Linked DNA regions of Mus musculus: all the other regions are linked to region 1. Evidence: chromatin contacts called from public HiChIP or PLAC-seq data. All regions are on one chromosome and are shown on one strand. Each heading gives the region's core, a stretch centred on a gene start, on an enhancer-like site or on the middle of the called end of the contact. The rest is flanking DNA. Distances are from core to core; before and after follow the strand shown. Region 1 holds the start of Ang (angiogenin, ribonuclease, RNase A family, 5). Region 2 overlaps Tep1 (telomerase associated protein 1). Region 3 holds the start of Pnp2 (purine-nucleoside phosphorylase 2).

Evidence for each region. HiChIP or PLAC-seq counts read pairs in DNA pulled down with a chosen protein or histone mark.
Region 2: an H3K4me3 HiChIP or PLAC-seq map of bone marrow-derived macrophages shows a contact between it and region 1, with 2.3 times the contacts expected there. The contact joins the enhancer-like site here to the promoter of Ang in region 1. A contact is called at or near these places in 1 of 39 promoter capture datasets (embryonic stem cells), 2 of 15 datasets of contacts at CTCF or cohesin (the NIH/3T3 cell line and pro-B cells), 16 of 115 datasets of contacts at active chromatin or transcription factors (the 230-238 cell line, the SCID.adh cell line, acute myeloid leukemia and 8 more) and 5 of 9 other capture datasets (adipose tissue, embryonic stem cells, liver and 2 more).
Region 3: a contact with region 1 is called in an H3K27ac HiChIP or PLAC-seq map of microglia, with 8 times the contacts expected there. The contact joins the promoter of Pnp2 here to the promoter of Ang in region 1. A contact is called at or near these places in 1 of 39 promoter capture datasets (macrophages), 9 of 484 Hi-C or Micro-C datasets (B cells, CD4 T cells, the CH12 cell line and 6 more), 9 of 115 datasets of contacts at active chromatin or transcription factors (the 230-238 cell line, the SCID.adh cell line, bone marrow-derived macrophages and 5 more) and 3 of 9 other capture datasets (adipose tissue, liver and pancreatic islet).

Annotation. Positions count from the first base shown.
Region 1 is chr14:51,093,734-51,098,135 of GRCm38.p6, reverse strand. It overlaps Ang (angiogenin, ribonuclease, RNase A family, 5), which reads right to left and starts at 2,136. Exons shown (of 2, transcript NM_007447.3): 1 at 1,663-2,136. Rnase4 (ribonuclease, RNase A family 4) reads right to left here and starts at 2,136. Exons shown (of 2, transcript NM_201239.3): 1 at 1,663-2,136.
Region 2 is chr14:50,846,684-50,851,085 of GRCm38.p6, reverse strand. Tep1 (telomerase associated protein 1) reads left to right here. Exons shown (of 55, transcript NM_009351.2): 16 at 369-499; 17 at 993-1,052; 18 at 3,314-3,472; 19 at 4,077-4,253. Among named protein-coding and RNA genes, the nearest start is that of Gm52116, 12 kb to the right of the region's middle. Within about 2 kb of position 2,120, at least 3 of the 459 cell types and tissues checked have an H3K27ac peak or open chromatin away from gene starts, as enhancers often do. A contact at or near this core is called in bone marrow-derived macrophages, where this site is marked.
Region 3 is chr14:50,953,851-50,958,252 of GRCm38.p6, reverse strand. Pnp2 (purine-nucleoside phosphorylase 2) reads right to left here and starts at 2,112. Exons shown (of 6, transcript NM_001123371.2): 1 at 2,025-2,112. The coding sequence starts at 2,080.

The sequences.
Region 1 (4,402 bases), core at 887-3,386:
CACAGCAGGCTCTCAATATCTCTCTGATAGTTTCCTTCCTTTTTCTCTTTAGGCCTATGCTTTACCATCCATAAATGAGAGGGGTTCCAGCTTTGAAAGTGTATGGTTCTTACTAAGCTAATGGATTCTTTACCGGTTTCAGGAGCCAAATCTAGCAACACTGGAATTGCAGCGGCAAATTTATATAACCTTAGTTGATGATACAAGGTACCAACTGGAAGAAATCGGTGATGGGTGACCTTGGTCCAGTCTCACTGAAACACATCTTCCCTGAAGGATCTCTGGGTAAGCCAAGGCTCTGTACCATGAACACTACATAGGGGGGTCTTCATCCTAAAAAGATACTTGCTATTTAGACTTTGAAAGCTCTCAGGCCTATGTGGCCAGGAAAGGGGTTACTTGCTTCTAATTTGCAGAAATTCCACATTAATTTTTACCAACTCACCCAATGCAGTCTCTCATAATGGTTTCTCTAAAACACCCAGGGAGCAACTTCCAGCAGAACACCTCAACCACCAGTGTCTACTGTCCACTCCCTTGAAACTGTCTCACTGTGTGTTTAACTCTAACACTCCCCCCAAAGCCAGACAAGGTATAATTGTGAGAAAACAAGCGAGAGTGTTATTGTTAGAGAGTGCAGGTGTAAATCTGCCATGGCCAAAGGTACTGAACCTTAGTCGCATACACAACAATGACTGTCATTCGGATTTCTGCAGTGGAATAGTTCCAACTCTTGTGCAGACTCAGTTTACCCATTCTTAACCAGGTAGTGCTCACAGGAATCCGGGTTGGCAGTGCTATGTAGACTAGACATGTAGCAAACTACCTGCAGCTGGGGTGGCAATGTGATAAACACCCTTCTCCTAGGTATACTCTCCCTACTTTGTGTATCTTCATAACAGTCCAACTGGACTAGAACACCCTGTGCCTGGTCTTCCTCCTGTCTTTCCTCCTTTCTCCCCTCAACCTAGCATCTTTTGATCTTGGTTCATGTTCCTCTTTGTTTTTAAGGAGCGTCCATAACTTTTTCTTTTTTCTTCCTTCTTTTTTTTTTTTAGGAAAGAATTGAGTAGGAAATACTGCTGAAAGTACTTCCTGATTCCGGGTTTTCCTTTTTTTTTTTTTTTTTTTTTTTTCTTTTCTTTTCTTTCCTTTTTCTTTTTGGAGACAGGCTTTCTCTGGGTAGCCCTGGCTGTCCTGGAACTCACTTTATAGACCAGACTGGCCTTGAACTCAGAGATCTGCCTGCCTCTACCACCCCAGTGCTGAAATTAAAGGTGTGGACCACCACCACCAGACTCGGGGTTTTCCTTATTATTCCTGCCAAGCCAAGCTTGTTATGGAGGAAACACGACAGATCACATGCCCTTCTGCAAATGGCTTCCTAAGCCTTTGGGGGCTTTTAATCACAATTGAAGAAACCCTCCTATATCTCCATCTCCTTGATCGAAATCCCATTAATTGCTTCCCAGATACAAACCACACCAAATAATCCTGTTTTCATTTTAAATTTTAACTCTTACTCGTTTTCTTTTTAATGTGCAAGTTTGAGTCCAGAAAGCGTAAGGGGTGTTAGTCAGTTTCACTAAAATAGATGAACTGCTAGAAAGAGCACAGAGGAAAAGAAGCAGAGAGTTGAACACCCACAAGGAAGAATCTTACCAAAGCTGGCCAGCTTTCCTCCGACTGGGAATGTGTCCAGCTGCGTGCTCCTGGAGACAGGGTCCTGCGGTGTGAAGCTAGAGGCTCCTCACAGGCTGGTAATATACAGTGCTCATGTGACGGGGTGGGGAGAACCTATCTAAGGATCTTTACTTTGGCAGCGACTTGTAAACCAAGGCCACTAATCATGGGCAAACAAGGAGTCATTCACCTTTCCCCTGAGCATGCCTGGGTCAAATATTAACCACCTGGTGGACCACACATCTCTTTCAGCAATGATAATGTTTGCTAAGCACGGCCTTTTGTTCCTAAGCTGCCTCTTTCCTTATGTGTATGGTCCTTATCCTTGCTCAGGGTAGGACTGAAGTTTCACTGTGCATATGCCATAGATCCAAAAACATATTATCCCTGACGTTCAGGCCAACTTCAGGAACTACTTTGAAAGAAGTCTAAAGGAAGGAGTGAGGCAACTGTGCCCCCACCTCTCCAACCCCCAGAAATACACACAGCACTTCCTGGGCTCCTCCTCCCTCTGTCCATCCTCTGGAGAAAAAAGAATATATATTTATGGCTACTCAGCTTCCTGTTCTTTAAAGCACAGTTGCAAAACCAGCTGTCTACATCTAAGCATTATGGGAACCAAGTACAGAAGAAATTATGCATGTCTGCTCTGCTTATGAGGTAACTCTAAGATCGAAGAGTAGACAAGCCACGGGGTCAGACTTCTAAAACCCAGAAAGTACACAGTGAGGTAGTGAAGAAATCTACTAGAATTGTTCTAACAGATTCATCTTCAAGGCTGGACAGATCGCTCAGTGGTTGCAGGCACTTACTCAGGTTCAGTTCTCAGACCCACATGGCAGTTCCCAACCATATGTAGTGATGCCTTCATCTGGTCTCCCTGGGCATTGCATATGTGTGGTACACAGACATACATGCAGATAAATAAATACATACAATTTTAAAAGTTGCCATACATTTATCTTGTATATAGGGCAAAGTTGCAATATTTTAGCTCCTTGTCAATTTCTAGATTTTGCTCCATCATTGTGTAGATATTTATGTGTGATTTAAGCTGTACTAATTTCTAAAAGCAAAAATAGGGATGGGAGACCTACAGGTTGTCAGCGGAGTAGAGGTGGAGGCAGGGGCAAAGCATCTCTCACTGTGTGGAAGCGTGCTGGGGATGTCTGAGGTGAGTCTGGGCACAAAAAAAAAAAAAAAAAAAAAAAAACGAGAGCATCAGCTGACTCGCCGTAGCAGGAGGAAGAATTCAGCACTCCAGCATCTTCAGACTCCCTCAGCAAGGCTGGTCCTCTGTGTGGCAGGAACAGGGAACCCTCAGAAAGCAGCAAAAATGCAAGCAGGCAGCTTTGGGGCGCTGACTTGCAGACATGTTCACACCCGGACTTGGGAACACTTGGGGAAGACTGCACTGGTATAAAGGACCCACAGTACGGTCGGGATGGATCTGGATTCACTTCCGTTGGTGTAACTGAAGAAATGGGCTGCCAACATTCCTTTAAGTTAGTTAATCTCAGTGTCTCTCCATTGGGTGGATCCTTTCCAGAGAAGAATTTTTACTTACTCATTTCTATATTCTCAGTGACTGACACATAAGTCCTCATCAACTGATCTAGAGCCTCTAACCACGAAAAACATTCTGGGCTTCTCTTTAAAGGTTCAGAGATGCAAGATTTGGTAGCAGTTATTAAATAAACTTGATTGCTAAGCCGAGCAATCTCTGGCTGTGGGAGCTGGAAGATGCTTCCCCTGGGGTCTGATGAGGTCATTGGAGGTGTTGCAATGAACCTGGGAGTGTTCTACACTTGCCTGCAAAAAGTTCTGAAATCAGTTAGTTTGCCTTCACCAATGAGCTTTTGTTCCTGACCACAGAGCAGACTCTAAGAGTGTAAAGTCTTTTAAAAAGCAAACCCCTAATTCCAGCAGCACTTGGGAGGCAGAGGCAGGTGGATCTCTGTGAGTTTGAGGTCAGCCTGGTCTACAGAGCTAGTTCTAGAACAGCCAGGGCTGTGCAGAGAAATCCTGTCTCAACAAACAAGCAAGCAAGCGAACAAGCAAAAGCTGCCCAGAATGTGCACATCGCAATGGATACACTTCCTAAGAACGGGGCCTGACAGCTTGAGAAGGAAGAGTGGCTGGCATGAAGACTTGGAAAGGGCCCAAACCTCAACACTTTTCAGCTTTGTTGAGGCACAGCCCAGCTTGAAGGTCCCCTTTGTCCTTGTCTGCTCCCTCCTGCACTCAACCCAACTGTGAGCTGAAAGGAAATGAGAAGAAGACTAAGCTGTTATAGCCTAATTTTGGGGTACTAGAGTCCCCTGAAAGGGAGACCTAGTCACATCCTGACCAGTGTCCATTAGACAAGTGCCAAGCATGTTTTGACAAATGCCAGCATTTAAACTGTTTCAGAAGTACAGAGAAAGATAGCACTCAGGGTCTTCAGGGTGAGGCCACTCTACTGGTATCCAACCTGTCACCGAAATGCTCAGTGTGCAAACATACTATGTATGGTGGTGCCTATTTTAAATTAATCACACATTACTTTTAAACAGATGTGGAAGGACTGAGTGCTAGAGTCGTCACCCACTCATTGTTAGGAGAACAGCCAGTCCATTGCAAAACCTGGATGGCCTCATCAATTCCCAGGAGAAATATCAGCCAACTCCCATAGCCAGAGATGATTATATCAATGTGGTCTTTTTCTGATAAACAACCA
Region 2 (4,402 bases), core at 871-3,370, 250 kb after region 1:
TCAAAAACAAGCAAAACAAACAAAAACAAACCCCAACAAGAACAAAAAACGAAAAAATTTAAAAAACCAAAAAAAAAACCCAAAAAACAGTTTCACAGTGAACCTTCATCTCTCATGAGCATGAATGAGCTCCACAACACAATCCCTCACTTCTTTTTCTTTTCTTCCCATCCCTGCTGTCCCTGATTCTTTGATGCCACCCTAGGTTGGGGTGTAGTGGCATCCCTTCTAAGCATTCTCAGGAGCTGCACTTTCCTTTCCCCTCAGCATTCTAACCCATCAGTCCTTAAGCATCCTGACGCTCTGAGCTCATCCATGTCTATTTTAGCCTGGATCCCGGATCTCAGCCTCCTCTTTTCATCTTACAGATTGACAGGGTCATCCTGTTTGGTCAAAGGATGGATACCGAGCTCCTGAAAGTAGCCAAACAGATTATCTGGCAGCATGTGAATTCCAAGTGCCTCTTTGTTGGTGTCCTCCTACAGAAAACACAGTACATGTAAGGTTGCTGGTTGTTCTTGTACGGCGTCTGAAGACAGTTGTCCATATTTTCCCGTCTGCTCCTGTCAAAGTCTCACTTGTTTGATGTTTTGTATCTTGCCTTCTTGCTTTATTAGTTCTATTGAATTTAATTTTCTAGGACTTTCTTTGAAGTCTTTTTGCCCCTGTATGCTATTAGATACTGGACCCAGACCTTCTGTCCTTCTAGGCAAGCATCCTCTCACTGAGCTGTACTCTGGCCACATAATTCTATTACGACAAGATTGGTTGCACTCAGGGTAATACAGCTATCGGTCACAAAACTGTTATATAGGGGTGAGGTGTATATCTTAAGGTACTGCGGAGTAGAGTCTAGGTATATAGCCTTGGCTGGGTTTGAACTTGATATCCTCCTGTCTTCCAGGGCAGGTGCTGGGATTGCAGATGTAAGCCACTACCCCTGACTCCAGGCATCGATTTCGGTGCTTAGTGACTGCTTCTTTCTTTGGCAGATCACCAAATTTGAATCCCAACGATGTGACGCTCTCAGGCTGCACTGACGGGATCCTGAAGTGAGTCCACATTGGGCATCGGAGGGGAAAGAGGTTGCCTTAGAATGCACTTAAGGGATTCTCTATGCCTGTTAGCTCATTTATTTATTTTTCAAAATAAGATGGCTTATTTTCTTTCACAGATGTCTAAGCTTATCAGCAATACAGTGTGATAAGGGTTCCAACCTTCACTGCCTTTTTTTTTTTTTAAATAGAGCACTTTTGTTTTCTTTTTTTTTCTTTTTTAATTTAAATGTATTTGTTTAGTCCATGTGTATGAGTCCACTGTCACTCTCTTCAGACACACCAGAAGAGGACATCAGATCCCATTACAGATGGTTGTGAGCCACCATGTGGTTGCAAGGAATTGAACTCAGGACCTCTGGAAGAGCAGTCAGTGCTCTTAACCACTGAGCCATCTGTCCAGCTCAACCTTCACTGTCTTAATGCTTGATCACTCTCAACAACCTCTACCTCCTGGCTAAAGGTGGTACCTCAGCTCTGTGTTATACACATCCAAGTTTATGCTATATCCAATGAGAAAGAGGAAAAGCAGGTTGGAACCTTGGATCATCAGTTAAGAGTACATACTGCTCTTGCAGAGGTCCTGGATCTTGATCTGGTACCCAGTACTCAGTACCCAGTACCCAGTAACCATGCCAGGTGGCTCCCAACTACCTGTAATTGTATCCAGCTCCAAAGGGATTCAACAACCTCCTGCAACTCCAGAGATTTGATGCCTCTGCAGACACTGCACTTTTTGGTGCACACGAACCCATAGACGTACACACAGGCATACATAATTAGTTTTTAAAAGGAAATCTTTCTGATCTATTTTATTGAGTTATTATTTGCAATTATTATGCATAATTTTTGTTATTCACCACTTTATTAATTTCCATATGTTTTTAGCTTTTGAGATTAAGTTCTAATTACATCATTTCCCCCTTCTCTTTCCTCTCTCCAATCCCTCCTGTGGTTTGCTCCTCTTGCTTGCTCTCAAATATATAGTCTCTTTTTCTTTGTTCCTGTTACACACAGAGAGACTATAACTAGCTCAGCTCAGTTGGTGTTCCTTGTATGTGAATGATGTCAGGGCTGACAACTGGTATTACGTAACAAAGTTAGAGGGCTCATCCCTGGGGAAGCCTTTCTTCTACTCTTAGCATCCCTTAGTTACCTGTGCTTCTCTGTTTAGATCCCCACTTGGGTCTCTTGGTGATGTACTTGTTCAGGCTTTGTTTAGGTTGCCACACAGAGACATATACACAAACACATAATTGAAACTTTTTAAAACAATTTTAAAAAAACAAAAGTCGAGTGTGGTGTTGCATGCCTTTATTCCCTTGAGCAGCAGTAGCAGGCAGAGATCAGCCTGGTCTACATAGTAAGTTCCAGGCTAGCCAAGTCTACATAGTGAGACCCTGGAGAGAGAGGGGGGGAAAGAGGGAGAGAGAGAGAGAGAGAGAGAGAGAGAGAGAGAGAGAGAGAGAGAGAGAGAGAGAGAGAAAGAGAGAGAGAGGGAGAGGGAGAGGGAGAGGGAGAGAGAGAGAGAGCGAGAGAGAGGAGCGATATGAAAAAATTATATTACTTTTATGTGTATGAATGTTTTGCTGGTGCAAATTATATATATATGATGGGCAAGGCCAGAAGAGGGCGTCAGGTTCCCTAGAACTGGAGTCACAAACAGATGTGAGCATCCATGTGAGCATGTGGGTGATGGAAACCTTCCTTGGGAAGAGCTGCAGATGCGTTTGAACCTTCATGTTTGTTTCCTCTCGTCAAGTTTTCTTTGGATGTCACCTACACTCTTCAACTCATATTGGGAAGCCTCAAGCAATAGGGAGCTATTGTAGTTTATACAGAGCTGATCGCACAGAACAGGGAAGGTCTTAAACTGTAACTTTAGCTCAGACCAGTTTTCTAACAGGGATCTTAAGGTCACCATGCACAGAGAGTGGGAGGGGCTGGGCTGGTGACATCCTTCATCCCCAGTGTTTTGTAGTCTTATTTTCCAGTACACTTTCCTGGCTTATGGTTATCCTTTTTGTCTGGCTAGTCTTTTTGAGATGGGTCTCATTATATGATCCGGGCTCACCTGTACTTGTGATTGCCCCTAGCTCAGGTTGAGAACTGTGACCATGACATACCAGGTCTGCTCTATGGCTGTCTTCCTGAGGGGAGCCGCTGAACTGAGCAGGCGTGTCTTTGCTGCCTGTTTCTCTTGGGATGCCTTCCTGGTTCTGATCTCCAATATTCTGTTTTCATCATGCTTTTCTTAGATTCATTGCCGAACATGGAGCCTCTCGTCTCCTGGAACATGTGGGACAACTAGATAAACTATTCAAGATCCCCCCACCCCCAGGAAAGACACAGGCACCGTCTCTCCGGCCGCTGGAGGAGAACATCCCTGGTCCCTTGGGTCCTATTTCCCAGCATGGGTCAGTCTAGGTTGTGGGACTTGGTGATCTGGGAGGGTTGCCATCAGAACCTGGAGAAATCCTGTGCCTGCCATTCTGTCTGCTAGGGGCATTTGCATTTGGTCTGTTTACTAAGGTCTTTGTTCTCCTCCCCAGGCAGGGGCTTCCTGGGAACTGTCAGACTGTGAACCTATTCCTTGCTTTACTAGAGAGAAAAAAAAAATGTCTGTATGTAGGGAGGAGAGAAGACTCCACATCGATATAGCCAAGGCTTAGGCAAAAGGTTTAGGGCACAGGCTCTGGCTTTTCACATGGGCTTGCTTGATTGTTTTAATTTCTTAAAGATATAAGATATAGTTAAGAATAAGGTTAAGGTTTGCCTCAAAGCATTGCATTGATCGAATAGTAACTTTTTAATATGATTTTTTTTTTTAAAGAAAGAGGCACATAAGAAGTGGGGCTCAAATCTCAGGTTTCTGTAATTAGTCCCACAGCTAGGATATTATCTGGAGGCTGGTAAGACACCCTTCTGGCTATAGGGTTTATGTCAAGTGCTTAAGGGTCATTGCACCTATAACTCTGGACTTGAGATGGGGACTGAGCCCGACCCTCCACTTGCCCCCAGATGGCGCAATATCCGGCTTTTCATTTCATCCACTTTCCGTGACATGCATGGGGAGCGAGATTTGCTGATGAGATCTGTTCTGCCCGCACTGCAGGCCAGAGTGTTCCCCCACCGCATCAGTCTTCACGCCATTGACCTGCGCTGGGGTATCACAGAGGAAGAGACCCGCAGGAACAGGTGCAGGGCCACAGGGAAGAGGGGCTAGGTCAGGGGTGAGACGATTGAGTGGTGGAACTCGAGGGACCATGATCAAGACTACAAGAATAAATGAGGGTGAGGGCGGGCCTTTTAGATACCAACAGAAACTTTATCACCACTTTGCCCAG
Region 3 (4,402 bases), core at 863-3,362, 140 kb after region 1:
TCTGTCCTTTTGTGTGTGTGTGTGTATGTGTGTGTGTATGTGTAGTATTGGAGTTTGTTTTCAGGCAGAGTCTCATGTAACTTAGGCCAGACTCAAACTGACTGTGAGTTCCTGATCCTCCTGTCTCTACAGTGTGAGCTATGATTTACAGTTAAGAAACTAAATGACTGTGGCCCACAACTTTAATCCCAGCAATTGGGAGGCAGAGGCCAGCCTGGTCTACAGAATGAGTTCCAGGATGGCCAGGACTACACAAAGAAACCCTGTCTCTGTGAGGAAAAAAAAAAAAAGAAAAAGAAAGAAAGAAACTAAATGATTGTAAAACAACACAAAACCCAGGCTTATTTCACAACATTGGTTATAAAATGCCAAGCTAGTTCAGACACTATTTCAAAATAGAAGTTTGTAGGCCCATCCCTTCAGATGAAAAACTTGTTAAAGATGTTATGAAGGGTGGCAAACAACTTTAATCCCAGCACTCAGGAGGCAAAGGCAGTCAGATCTCTGTGAGTTCAAGGACAGCCTGGTCTAAGGTGTGAGTTTCAGGAAGAAACGGGGCTATGTACAGAGACTGTTTCAAAACAACAGAACAAACAACCAGACTTGCTAGGAAGCTCTGTTGTGTAACAGTTAATCTTTCCACCTCCTGCTGCTCCCTCTCCCTCTCCCTCTCCCTCCTTTCATCTTGGCTTCCCCCCACACTAAGGTATTTTGTTCTTCAGAAAGCAAAGAACAAGGTACATAACTCATAACCAAGTACTAGTATCAACAGGGAGCTGGTCGTGGTGAGGCAGATCTTTAAAATCCCAGCATTAGGAGGAGGAGGAGCAAGGCAGGAAGATCTCTGCCAGTTTGAGGGTTCCAAAACAGAACGAAGACAAACCCTGTCTAGTCAGCCTGGACCTTCTCACAGTCCCAAGTCCAATTTTATCACACCCAACTGCAAAGATCAAAGATTGCTCCTAGGAGTGGAAGAACGGAGGTGTACACAAATTGAACACAACTAAAAAAGCCTTTTTTTTTTCTTCCACCCAGAGAGCTTTATGTATCAGAGACTTAAAGACATGGCAGACCCAGACATTAGTATAACTTGAGCCTAGCCTGGAGGTATAGCAAGACCTTGTCACAAACTGCAACAGAGTATACTATAGGAAACAAAACAGGATTATAACACAACAGGTTATCCACAATGAAACAATTAGGTAGGGCAGGGACAGATAGAGCCACAGGGTGACAAACAGAAGCAAGTAAGTAGGCAAGAATTTAGGATGCAGTCCTAAAGGGCCGGAAGTATGAGGCTTGGCCACCCGGCCATGTCCAGCCATAGCTCACAGTCCCCGAGGACACGTCGGACCTGAGATCATCCTAAAGCCACTGTGATCCCTACAGCTCTGCGGTGAGTCAGTCTAGAAATTCCCTACACAAAAGGGAGGGAGTTGACTTTTCTGGTTTTTGGTTTTTTGTTTTTGTTTTTAAAGTGGGCAGGAAGGTGTGTATAAGTATCTAAGCAGGTCAGTGAATACAGATTTCCCATCCTTAAAAAGACTCCATTCCTCATTTGTTAATGCTACTTCCAGCTTGGAGGAGAGAGAGGGGCAGTCGCAGAAAATGAGCAAATTTCCCTCTAAAGGAACTGCGGAATTGCACAACAGAATTATCTCCTGGGTTACTTGGACCGCTGGAAAGGAAATTTGTGTTATTAAGTTGTCAGGGCTCGTGCCTCCTTCCCCACATACATCCACATACACCAAGGAGGCACAATGTTCCTTGTGATGGTGCCTACACTGCGCTAACCTGTTTCTTCCTGCTCCGGGGCGCCCCTACCGCTGGTTCCCGCGTCTGCCTGTCGCGCCAGCCGCCCCACCATTCTGGAGCCCTATGTCTGCCACTGGGCTCTGTGCCAGGCCTCTCTGCATCCCCAACAGACTCGCTCCTTCTCTGGGCCCAGGCTGATAAGTTCCCAGTTCTCAGCTACAGCCCGTCTCTCTAGGCAGAACGCCCGAGTCCCCGGGCCCGGCACTTACTCTTTCTCTATGGTGTCACCGACAGAGGCGCCCAAATCTTGCCCTTTCTGCTCCATGGTGACACTGTCTGAGTCAGGTCAAGACTGTTAGTGCACTATTACCTAGGCCGGCCTTTACATCCTAGCCCCAGGCTCCAACCAATGGCAGCAGCCTTGTCTCCATGGTGACACACCCTCATCCAGAGGTGTGGCAGGAAACCTCTCCAGAGTTCATTTCAAAGAGATCCACTCCTAGTCTAAGGCCACCAGCAGGTGATCCCCCCCCACCCCACCCCACCCCCGCACACAGTCATGATTTCCCAGCTAGAAAAGGAGGCCTGTGTGGAAAGAGAAGCAGGGTAGAGAGCCCCGGAACTGCCTATCTGCAACTCCATTCTCCGCTGCGTTATTGGATAAGAATTTGAAAAGCGAAAAAATTCAATTTTTTCATAGATTGTGCAATCTTGAAATAAAATGAAACGAAACAGTGTCTGAGCTGCTTTCGGGATTAGGGAAGCGGTTGCTGGGTGGGTAACAGTGCTGACTAGGAGCCTGCAGGATTTTGGGGAAACACTTCGAGACCCAGATGGAAATGAGTTCTAGATAGTAGGCATAAACAGGATGGCAAGTTGATTGGACACACAGTACGGAGTCCAAAAATTCTGCTAACTTTGAGAACTTTTTTTTTTTTTTTTCGAGATAGAGTTTCTCTGTATAGCCCTGGCTGGCTGTCATGGAATTCACTCTGTAGACCAAGGCTGGCCTTGAACTCAGAAATCTGCCTGCCTCTGCCTCCCAAGTGCTGGGATCAAAGGTGTGTGTCACCACTGTCTGGCAGAGAACTCTTGTCAAGAAGAAATTTCACATAACAGAAGCACACATTGCTCCCCACCCCCACCCCAGAATTAAACAGTATACTGTGGAAAGTATTTGGCATCTCTTTTCTGTAATCAAACTACATAACCACCTATGCTTCGTTCTTGAAATTCTTTAACTGTTTCTCTCCTGGAAATTTTCTCTCCTGCTTGACAGTTTATACCACAACTCAAGCCACTATTTTCCAAACCTGTTTTTCTCACTCACTTAAAAAAATATTTATTGAGCATTAACTGTGCATCAGTTTTAGTGGAGTGAGCACAAGAGTAAAAATAATTGCTGGAAAGTTCGGTGTGGTGGTATATACCTTTAATCCCAGTACTCAGGGCCAAATCAGAGGATCTCTGGGTTCCAGGCCACCCTGGACTGTTGGTAATGAGGTTCTGTCTCAGTAGTAGTAGTATAGTAGTAGTAGTAGTAGTAGTAGTAGTAGTAGTAGTAGTAGTAGTAATAGCAGCAGAAAGGAAAGGCTGATGCAGGAGATTGTATAGATTGAGGCTGGCCTGGGCCAGTCTAAGCTGTTTTGTTGTTGTTGTTGTTTTCCTCCTCCCCCCACCCCTTCCCTTTTACTCTGGCCCATAGGTTTTTTGTTTCTCATTAAGGATGGTTGTGAGCCACCATGTGGTTGCTGGGATTTGAACTCATGACTCCAGAAGAGCAGTCAGTGCTCTTAAACCGCTGAGCCATCTCACCGGCCCGTTTTATTGTTTTTAAAAACTTTTTGTTTTATTTATTTATTTTTTATTATGTTCATGTTACTTTGCCTGCATGGTACCTATGTGAAAATGTCACAGCTCTGGAGATGTGAGTCACACAAAGGTGTATGCCAGAATTTAAACTCAGGACTTCTGGAAGAACAGCCATCTCTGCAGCCCTTAATTTTTATTTTTATTTATTTATTTTTTTGGAGTTTTGTTGTTTTGTTTTGTTTTGTTTTAAAAACAGGGTTTCTCTGTGTAGACTTTCCTGGAACTTCCTCCTGAGTGCTGAAATTAAAAGTATGCACTATCACGCCCAGCTAGGGCTTAGTTTCTTTGTCTATTTCATTGTATTACCCACCATAAGTTTGTAGAACTACATTTTATTGTTTTATTGTGTGCGTGTGCAAGTTGGGGACAACCTGCAACACTCTCTTCTTTTCTTCCACCTGTCAGGTTTTTGAACTCTGGTCCTCAGGTTTGGCAGCAGGTGCCCTTGCCCACTAAGCTACCTTTGTTCGTCTTTTGAAATATGGTCTCACTGGACCTGCGATGGTCCTCCTGCTTCATTTTCACATGTGCTGGGATTGCAAGCATTTGACATCCCTCCTGGTGTAGTTTGTTTCTCTCCTCCTTAGGCTCCACAGCTCTCATCTTCACCCACTGAGCCATCTCAATGCCTACCCCTCCTACACTGAAAATGTTAAACTGAAAAGGAAACTGCTAAGTCGATCTAAGTGTTTATTTACTCTTTTGTTTCCTACTGGGTTTCATGTAGCTCAGGCTGAGCTCAAACTTACTATGTAATGCAGATTGGACTCAAATT